Regions from separate parts of the Gossypium arboreum genome. Here regions 1 and 3 are each linked to region 2. The links are chromatin contacts, called in public Hi-C maps. All regions are on one chromosome and are shown on one strand. Each heading gives the region's core, a stretch centred on a gene start, on an enhancer-like site or on the middle of the called end of the contact. The rest is flanking DNA. Distances are from core to core; before and after follow the strand shown.

Region 1 (3,448 bases), core at 696-3,195, 510 kb before region 2:
ATGAATATAGTAATATTTTGACGAGTATTATTATTATATCGATCAACAAAGGTAGAAAACAAAGTGTTCCGTTTAGATGATAATATATTTCATCACTTCAAGAAACACTGAAATTTAGATCTTTGGACAGCATTGATACCAAACATCCAACCCCCTTTCTAACAATAACGCCATGTTTCTCAAAAGCTGTACCTCTAATATTATTATATGATAAACAAATCCAACATTCCAAATTCAAATATCAAATTAATTAGACTCCCTCTATACCAACTTGGCAAGAATTGTGGGAGAATAGGGATATTTGGCTGCTTTGAAGTATGCAATATTGGATTGTGTTTCATTGTCATATATATATGTATAAACAATTTCAGTCATTATTTATTGCTTGTTTTGGTTGTTTCTTAGAATTGAAATAGTTTTTTTTAATGCAAATTGGGACATTGGGAAGGATGGGGAGAGCAGAGATTCCATTTCCTCAATGGAAGAAAGGGATGGGGTACTTCAACACCTGTTATCTTGACCAAGACTCTTGTGCCACTCTTGTCTCCCATACTTATTAAGCTTCTTCCCAAAATACTATTCCACAAACAATTCAACAATAAAAGAAAAAGGTGAAATATAATATCATATTTACTAGTGTAAAAGTAAGAGGGAGAAGAATCGCGATAAATAAATATGGCTTCTAGAGTAATCACATCTTATTATATCAGTAAAATCCAAGCTAGTTTCACTTGGGCTTTTGCTGACATCAAGTCATCAGAGGCTGTCCCCAACACTGCTGTTTTCAGCTTGCCAAAGGGACCGTACATTTACGACCTACACAACTTTAAACAACAACCATAACACCAACAGTTTAGCGTTCGGAGGAGTCTAATAGGATTCTGAATGTATTTACTATATGAATATGAAGATAGGCATGCCTGTCGCTATCAAAGGAAAAAAAGGGGGTGAGAAATGCCGGTTAGTTGATGATAATTAATGTGGTGAATTGGAGGATGATTACAGTGGCTAATGATCTCATTTTGTCATAAACAGACGGTCAAAGACAAGAGTATAATTGTCTGTCAAAACTTTCTTGGTGTCAGGAAGGTGAATTGAAAGCACTGAAAGCTCCTTTTAGTCATCATGTAGCTGCAGACCAGAGAGAGAAAAAGAAAGATAGATCCCAAAGGACCCAAAACTAATGAAAATCTTACTAGTAGAAAGTACACTGGTTCTCTCATACATCTTTGCATCAATATCCGTGTATGTCAAAGTGTACAAAACTGTTTGTAAAGCAGCTCTCCCCCCTGATGATCAATTTACCATATTAATTGCCGCAACTTATTTGTTTTATTCTTAAACACCCCTGTATTACACTTACATTATCAAACCCCTTTCCTTAGGACTTCTTCTTGACAACCTCCCAGGTGATCCATCCATCCATCCATCAAGATTTACAACAAAATGTCTCCATCTCTCAAGCTAGTCAAACAGACCACTTATTAAATCTGTCAAGAAATGAATAGAATCATGTGATTTTTGTGCTCTAGCACTTCCAAGTGTGGGGTCCTTTATTTTTTTGATGCTTACAATCTGTACATACTTTCATGTTATAAGAGTGTGGCAGGTAATGCCATACCTTTGACAATTTGAGAAGTCATGCAGGCGTAATGCATCAACCATGCGTATTCTTATCATATGTGGATTGAGATTGGCAGCAAAATTTGACATTTCTATCATAAAATATCACAATCACAACCTAAAATCTCATCAATTATAACTCTCACACTTTCTTCCTTTTCATTCATGAATACAAGTTAAGATTCAAGAATACATATAATAAATACACAAGACATACATGAACATCTTTGATATTATGTCAAACCTTCTTAATCTTGCTTTCATATATGTAGTAGCAAAGGAATAAGTGTGATCATATATGGTTGTTGATATGCCCCATATAGAGGGACACTTGGATGCACCAAAATGATGGCGATAAAGAATGGGGTGGGGGAAAAGAGTGAGAGTGAGAGAGAGAGAGGGAGAGAGAGGAAGTGAGAGAAGTAACCTAAATGAACATTTAAAAATAGTCTGCTAAAGAAGGAGAAATCAATGGATCGTAGTAGCTCGACACTGAGAGTGAATAAATAGAGATGGTGGAAATGTAAGTGTTGTTCCTGGGACTGAAATGAGTGGTTATACCTAGATGTGTCAGATAGGTAAGGAAAAAAAACATTGGGGTTGAACAGAAAGAGAGATATGTGTGTATGGGTCCTCAGAGAAATACTCAGAAATGGGGCAAAACTCATGATGTTAGCATAAGAAGAATAAGGTTTGGTCTGTGTTTGAGAGTGGTATTTTCATTATTGGGATAAGGGTAGAAAGAGAAAATACAACCAGGACGGGAGAGCTGTTTTTGAAACGGAGGGTTGATTGATAAAGGAGAACCGTTGGGAACCGAGAAGGGCAAATCGTGGGGCCTCATAAAATCATTTTGCTAAAATTTAAAGCATGATTAAATGCAATACAGTAACAGAGAGAGAAAGAGAGAGAGAGGTATAAATGTGACATTTCCATGTTGGTTTGCTTATATAAAGGAGGTTAAGATGCTGGCTTCTCCCTTCTTTTAAGGAAAGATATATCGGTAGAGAGGAGGGAAAAAAAAAAAGAAAAAGAAAAGAATGAAAGAGAGGGTCTAAAAGAAAGTGTGAAGAAATTTGATGGAGGAACATCTCAGTCCATTAGCTGTTACTCATCTCCTTCAACACACACTAAGAAGCTTGTGCATTCATGAGAACTCTCAATGGGTTTATGCAGTCTTTTGGAGGATCTTACCTAGAAACTATCCACCTCCCAAGTAAGGAAGCTAAGCATAAAGCCAAATTACACAAACACCCTAATACTGCTTTCCTTTTTCTTTCTCCTTAGGGGTACTGCAGTAGGTTTCCTTTTCTTCCAAGATAAAGGATCTAACATATCTGACTCATTCAATGGATAAACAACACACAAATGTCATAATCTCTCACTAATTTATGGTTTTCTCATGCCTTTTTGAGACATAATTGTTTTTCCATTACTTTTATCATAGATGGGATGGTCAAGGAGCTTATGACAGGTCAAGAGGAAACAGGAGAAACTGGTATAGGTTTTCAGTTTCTTTTTTCTTTATGGAAAACAATATGCCATGCATATTTGATAACTTACTTACAGTTGATAGTGAACAAATTGCAGGATATTAGTTTGGGAAGATGGTTTCTGCAACTTTGCTGCCTTAGCAGCTGAAATAAACTCCGGAGACTGTCATGGTTCCTCAGTCCATGGCAGCAGTGAGTTTCAACAGTATCAAGGACTGCAACCAGAGCTTTTCTTTAAGATGTCACATGAAATCTACAACTATGGAGAAGGGTAAGAATTTGAATAAGCTATTAGGTAATTGGTAATATTAATTTCAAGTAAACTGACCTTT
Region 2 (3,647 bases), core at 191-2,690:
GGTAAACTACACCAAGGTCACTAAATTATTAGTAAGTTTATGTTTTGATCACTCAACTTCAAAAAAAGTTATAAAATGGTCATTGAACTATTCAAATATTTTTATTTACTCACTGGGTTTTAAGTTTTTTATATAAAAAAAGTCCAACTAGTGAGTTCTAATTGACGATCAGTATGGTGAATCAGTCCTCATAAATGAGTAGGAGAATCTACCTTAGTTCCAAGTTGATCTAACGATTAATGTCGAAGACCAAAGAAGAAGGTTATTTGAATTTTGGTTCGCAAGTTCATGTCGTTTAAAGCTATTTCATGAAAAGAAAATTAAATTATAAAAGAGATGGGAAAAAAGAGCTTTCGATTGGTATAGAAGATGTGAACAAAGAATGTCATACATCAACAATTTAATAATCTAGTGACTTAAATAAAAACTTTCAAATAATTTAATAACATTTTGTAACTTTTTAAAATTAAATGATCAAAATATAAATTTATTAATAATTTAACAATTTTAAGTATAATTTGCACAAAAAGAAATAAAAAAAAAAGTAGAGTAGGAGCCAAGGCCCATGGATCTCTATCCCCGAGGGATCTATGGATCAGTGCAAGTAAAAACATTTTCTTGTCATCCCTAATACCAATAGCCGATCATGGGTTTGGCGGCGGCCTACCAAGGCCCGCCTTAGAAAAATGGGAGGTTTGGGTAAAAATATAGACCCAAAAATGGGCTTGGGTAAAAACGAGACCTGTTTAGAAAACGGGCCGGCCTCGGTAAGAGTTTTTGGCCGGGCCCGCCTAAATTATATATTAATAATTTTTTTATTTTATTTTAATTATTTTAAATTTTAATATAACCATTTTTTTATATTATTAATTTGTGTATTGTTTTAAGAATTGTTTTAGTATTATTTTTATTTGTTTTAATATTTGTTTTTATGTTTTTAAATATATTTGATTTATTATATAATTTTATTTTGGGCCGGGCTTGGGCAAAATTTTAGGCCCATATTTTGAGTCGGGCCAAACCCGAACCTAGTAGACGGGCCTAAAAATTTGTATGGGCTCGACCCAACCCGACCCATGAACACCTCTAATACCAATATTGTTAAATGATTTTTCAAAATTGCGGATTCAAGAGAGCATAATTACGTAATATTCAGAGATTAAAGGGTAGATTAAAATATCTTAAAGAAAAGTAAAAAACAAAAATCCCAAATCAGACTAAATGACAAAACGGCCCTTGATACTTTTGTCCTCTAATCCTTTCACTTTTTTAGAAGCTTACCTGCCGCACCTTCGCCCCATCCTTCTCTAAAACATAGCAAATGTGAAGGGAATTGGAAACTCCAACAGGACTAAAATGGTGTTCACTGCAACAATCAACGGATCAACTTATTAAATATGGGGTTCCGTAATGCCAGAGTTTCTAATTCCTGAGGTAGGTCAACTAAAACCTTGACTCGGTTACAAGTGTTACAAACTTAGAAGAGTACCTGTTGTTGTTCTTGTTCTTGTTCTTGTTACACCAATTACGAGCTAGTTCGCTGTTTTTTTATTCATTATTACCAAGTCTTCTACCTAAGCAATCCTCTTACTTGTAAATCTTCAGTCTAAGATTAGATTTTTGCCAAACCTCATTGGGTGAACTGAGCTGGGGTTTTGTTGGAGGTGCAAGAAATAATGTGCCCATTGCTTGTTCATTTTAGTTTCCTGGGTTCCATATAGGTGACTGTAGTTAGTTTTGGTTCAAGAAAGTTGAAGAAACAGGTGCTTCTAGCATGCCCATTTCCTAAAATGTCTTGGATACAATCTCAAATCAAGCTAAAAGATGGTGGTTTGAGTTACCATCCTCACTCTCTACTTTCTTCGCCTCCTTCTTCTTCTTTCTCCTCTCCTCCATTGTCCTACAGTAATGATAACCAAAAGCAGCCAAACTCCCTTTCGTCATCATCTTCAGCTAGTAAAATAAGCCCTGCTGTTTTGTTCATCATTGTTATTCTGGCTGTTATATTTTTCATATCTGGCCTTCTTCACTTGCTTGTCAGATTTCTTATGAAGCATAGGTCTCCCTCATCTGTATCAGAATCCAACAGATACCCAGAAATGTCAGGATCTGATGCTTTCCAAAGGCAGTTGCAACAACTCTTCCATCTTCATGATTCGGGTCTGGATCAAGCTTTCATAGATGCTCTACCTGTGTTTCTATATAAGGAAATAATGGGGTTGAAAGAGCCATTTGATTGTGCGGTTTGTCTTTGTGAATTCTTGGAACAAGATAAGTTGAGATTGCTTCCTATGTGTAGTCATGCTTTCCATATAGACTGTATAGACACATGGTTGATGTCTAACTCTACTTGCCCTCTTTGTAGAGGGACCCTTTTCACACCTGGGCTTCCAATTGAAAACCCAATTTTTGATTTGGAATATCCAAGGGAAGAAAACATGTTATCAAGCAATGGAGGAAGTGGGGTGTCTCTTGGCCCAAAACCCGCAGAGAGTGACATTGGAAAGAGGGTGTTTTCTGTGAGACTAGGCAAATTTAGAAGTTCAAATGATGGAAGTGGAGGAGAAATAGAAGGTGGAGAAGGTGTATTAAGAGAAGGGGAGACCAGTAGCAGTAATTTGGATGCAAGGAGATGTTACTCAATGGGGTCATTCCAATATGTGGTTGCTGATAAGTTGCAAGTAGCTCTTTGCCCTTCTAGAGGTGGCAATGGTACTGCTAGTATGAAGCTTGTGAAGGGAAGAATTGGACAAACTGGGAATTCATCAAATGATGGTGATGTTAAGGGAAAAAGGATTAACTTTACAAGTAAAGGTGAAAGCTTTTCTGTATCCAAGATCTGGCAATCGTCTAAGAAAGGTAAATTCCTAAGATCTTCAGATACAGTAGGCTCTTCCTCAGTTACTGTTGGTTTGCCATGGACTGGTAGTAGAGCTCATGTCCTAAGGTAGTTACTGTTCCTTTTGTACTTCACCATAGTAATATATATTCAACGAATCTTTTTATTTAAAGCCCTTTCCTTTTAGCTTTTACTTTCACTTTCCTTTCAAAGAAATTTGATTCTTTACTAGTGCAACTGCAAGTGCAATGCAACTTCTGTGATTTATGCTTCTTTATGTTCTTACTTTATGGCAAATGGCAATGTACTCCGTCTTTGAGGTAAAATTCCATGTGGTGCCTAATCTTAAAAACATTTGCTTTCATCCTGTGAAATGCACACATTCAATTGTTGATAAAGTGATGCCTTTTTCTTCTCCCTCTGCCAGCACTGTATACCAGAAGAGAATAATAAAGAGAAACGAACAAAAAAGTATTTAATTTGAGGTCAAATAATCTGGTGCTCTTTCTATGAGAGGCTTTTTAATTTTTATTTATTTACAATGAATGATGAAGTCCATTAAATTGAAGTTGTAAGAGGAACCCTTTTTGCTTGGTATGAATGATGAGGACGGTGGGATCCCAAAAAAGTGGTTTGAAGGACGCTAGTGAGTGTAACCATTATATGAAAAGTTGACATCAGACATAAGTCAGTGGATGGTGGGGTCTTAACAGTGTTTTATCTTACTCTAATTAAAGTTCAGATCCCAAGCTTACCCCATAATTAAATTTCCTTAAGAGTAGAAACTTCATTTAACCCACCCCATATG
Region 3 (3,982 bases), core at 166-2,665, 620 kb before region 2:
CTCGGTCCGCTCATATGTAACTTTTTAAATTAATTTTAATTTATTTTTTAAATATATATATACTGCACACTAAAAAACCTAAAATAATTTAAAACCCTAAAATAATTTTTTTAACACATTAAAAATATTTATATTAAAAAATTATCATAAATATAACAAATATTTTATTATATTAAAAATAAAAATAAATATAATAAATATTTTATTGTATTAAAGATAATTTTAAATTTTTATATTTTGGGTTGAGTTATTTAATTGGGTAAATTTTTTTAGGTTTTAAATAATAAATTTAATTGTTATTGAATTAGTAATTTAATATAAATATATATAATTATTATTTAATATATATATAATAAACAATATAATATTTATTATATCATAATATATTCGGGTAAGGTAAAACTCGTAAAAAAAAATCTTTCTACAGGCTTGGCGAATAAAATTTAATCGCCCAATGCCATCATACATTATTATCTTATCTCACGAGTGAAGGGAACCTTGAACCACTAGTACCATTTTTATAGGCCACTGATAAGTAAAAGTAAGAAAAAGGAAACCACAGATAAAGGATTATCTAGGTAAATGATGGTGATATATCAATGAATCTGAATGAATCATCAGCCATTGACCATAACAAATTAAATAGGCAGTGAAAATAAACAGAAATAAGAGCGCACCCAGAGATGATGGAGAAGATGAAAGTGAAGGCTGGAGTAAGATCAGCCATGGCGGATGCCAGAGTTGGAGATCCATATCCTATTCCAATATATGTGCATATCTGTCCTCCATAACTGAAACCCATGTTGATTAGCAATTTCTCATCATCCCCCCATGTCCGCCTTTCTTTTATCTCTATTTCAAAGTCAACGGAAAACGTACCTGAGAACGCCTAGAAGGAAAATTTTGCAGATGGTAGACCAAGTAAGCACTGGTGGGCTTCTTTTTCTGTCATCAATTCATAAATAACTTGGTTCAAATTTCAATTCCCATTGCTACCCAAGAAGCTAAAAACTGTATATAATATATATATGGAATTAATTTATTACCTGTAGAAGATGATAATACATGGGGCAAGCATAAAGATGCCAAGAACGTTCGAGTAAAATACTAGCACGAAATCACTGAGTCCTTTGTTCATGGCAGCTTTATTTACAGTGTTTAAGCCCACCTCTAAGAACTCTGTTGCAACCATTATTGCAGTAACACTTTTTTCCCACATTATGTTATCCTCTCTAATCTAAGGGTGACTTTTGCTTTGGGGATTGTGATATTCGGTGTTTGAAGCCGAAGATAAAAGGGATCACTTTCCTGACATATAGAAAAAGAGATATTAAGTAAGAAAAAGGAGGGAAGGGGGAAGAATTGGATTTTTCAAAGATGCCACGTCCATGACATTTTTGTACCGTATAGTGGAGCCTAAATTGGTGGCCAGTGGCCACTATTCAGACACACCATACACTTAAATAGATTAATCTCAGCTCTTGACCAGCGCATAAAAAATTGATGTGTTAAGGTTTGAATAAAAATGACAACTTTTGTTAACACGTGACGGAGGTGTTTGTTTGAAGACAGTCTTTCACCTCTTGGTTGTTGGAGTGTCATTCATCGTTCAATCGCCCGAAATTAATTATCTGTTCATTATAGTTAGGTTATCCACTTTTTAATGTAAACATTTATCTAAATATAAACACTCTTTTTATGGATCAATAAAGTCGACTTGAGCATAACAACTTTATACTCTTTCAAAAGGCATAATCGAATGAATCTCACTCTGCATGTCTTTCACATACTCCAAGATAGTAAACATCACCTTGTAATGTCATTACTATCAAACAAGAGGTATCCTTATAAATACCCTCCAATTCAAAAAGAAACAGATCTTCTAAGCAAACCCTAAGCACTCATATTCTGCATTCAGCCTTTTTTACCCCTATAACAATCTCTTTCTTGCTTTTGTACTTCTTTTACTTTCTGCATGTTTTGATGAATAGGCATCCTTTATACCACTACTCCTCCTTAACTCTTCTTTTATTGAGACTTGTAACAACAATGATTTATTTTTACACAAATAAATAAAAAAAATGGTCTCTTATGGTTCCAATTTTATTCATTAGGAATATTTATTATAATGTGAATGATCCACAATCATCAAAAGATTAAACTCATGATTATGAATTGCATGTACAAGGGGAAAAAAATCAATAAGATGACGATAAACATAATAATTATAATAGCATTTGTTAGTTTTGAGCAAGTCAATTCTTTCGTATAAGAATTGCATATGATATATATTGTGAAATGGATGTGAATTATGGTTCTAAATATATTTGTTTTTGGTTATATATATATATAACCAAAACAAATATATTAGAACCATATAACTAAAACAAATATATTTAGAACCATAATTCACATCCATTTCACAATTGCTTTAGAGCAATTGGCCAACTTGTTGAGAAGTTTTATGGGTATATATATATATATATATATATATATATATATAACCAAAACAAATATATTTAGAACCATAATTCACATCCATTTCACAATTGCTTTAGAGCAATTGGCCAACTTGTTGAGAAGTTTTATGGGTATATATATATATATATATATATATATATATAACCAAAACAAATATATTTAGAACCATAATTCACATCCATTTCACAATTGCTTTAGAGCAATTGGCCAACTTGTTGAGAAGTTTTATGGGTATATATATATATATATATATATATATATATAACCAAAAACAAATATATTTAGAACCATAATTCACATCCATTTCACAATTGCTTTAGAGCAATTGGCCAACTTGTTGAGAAGTTTTTATGGGTATATATATATATATATATATATATATATATATATAACCAAAAACAAATATATTTAGAACCATAATTCACATCCATTTCACAATTGCTTTAGAGCAATTGGCCAACTTGTTGAGAAGTTTTTATGGGTTTTGACTTTTGAGCAAGCCAATGCTTTCATATAAGATTTGTATTGCTGAAGTTATAATTAAGCTGGTATGGGGACAAATTGTCATATAGGTTATCCATGTATCTTGATATATACTAGAATCATGGTAATCCATGTATCCTGATATAAACTAGAATCAGACAGCAGTGACAACTAGTCCTCCAATCACACCGTAGAGTGATGACTGATATAATTAACCAAGTTCCAATTAGTAACTTCCTTCAGTCTTGGTAATATATATATAGCAAAACAGTATTAGAACTTTTATAAACAACGGCAATGATGAAGGAAAAAAGAATCAAAATCGTAAAATAATCATTGTAATTATTGGTTGAGATCGTCCATGCTACTTACCAAGGAGTGTTATATTTCGGTTTTATGTCCCAACACAAAAAGTTTTGTTGCCATCCATATAATTTATGGCGACTAATAGTATAAAATGTACGTATGTAAGATGCCATCCACATCTAATGTTGTCGCTCTATGAATTACAGACAATGAAGCGGCCATCCTACTGACCTTCCTCACCCACGAGCAGTACTTGCATAAACAGAAGCCATTTCGCAATAAGAAGAAATCTTGATTTTGGTGTGACAATGTCCACTCAGATTTCTTCATACAAATACAGGGTTCTTTTCTAAAGAAAAAATAAAGGGCTTCAAAAGCAGCAGAATTCTTTTGTGGGAAGCGTAAAAAATAAAGCAAAACATACATATTTCCCGGTATATAGTGCTTTGAGACATGGATAATATTTTCTCTAAGAATATCCTCTTTCTGTTGTTGGCTCTACTATTTGGTATTTGTGAGTAAAATATGGCTGAATTTTGTATATGTGCAGGGCGTGGCTAAGGAAGCTGGCCGGGGCCGGCCTCTTTAAAGATGAAATTTTTTTTATTTAGGACTTTTAAATTTTTAAAATTTTAGATTAATAAAAGTAAAACTTCCTAAAAATGATAAAAATTTGATTTAATATTTTAAAATTATAAAAATATAAGTTATT

What was found. Hi-C and Micro-C count contacts between places; a contact is called where the count stands out from the background.
Region 1: a contact with region 2 is called in a Hi-C map of leaf, with 4 times the contacts expected there. The contact joins the promoter of LOC108474548 here to the promoter of LOC108474676 in region 2. A contact is called at or near these places in 3 of 5 Hi-C or Micro-C datasets (all in leaf).
Region 3: a contact with region 2 is called in a Hi-C map of leaf, with 2.9 times the contacts expected there. The contact joins the promoter of LOC108474882 here to the promoter of LOC108474676 in region 2. A contact is called at or near these places in 3 of 5 Hi-C or Micro-C datasets (all in leaf).

What each region holds. Positions count from the first base shown.
Region 1 is chr3:13,891,419-13,894,866 of ASM2569848v2, forward strand. LOC108474548 (protein RICE SALT SENSITIVE 3-like) reads left to right here and starts at 1,946. Exons shown (of 7, transcript XM_017776502.2): 1 at 1,946-2,839; 2 at 3,071-3,121; 3 at 3,214-3,387. The coding sequence starts at 2,703.
Region 2 is chr3:14,404,944-14,408,590 of ASM2569848v2, forward strand. LOC108474676 (RING-H2 finger protein ATL47) reads left to right here and starts at 1,441. Exons shown (of 2, transcript XM_017776670.2): 1 at 1,441-2,275; 2 at 2,366-3,165. The coding sequence starts at 1,791. The coding sequence ends at 2,951.
Region 3 is chr3:13,782,694-13,786,675 of ASM2569848v2, forward strand. LOC108474882 (WAT1-related protein At5g40210-like) reads right to left here and starts at 1,416. Exons shown (of 7, transcript XM_017776919.2): 1 at 1,047-1,416; 2 at 880-945; 3 at 678-791. The coding sequence starts at 1,219.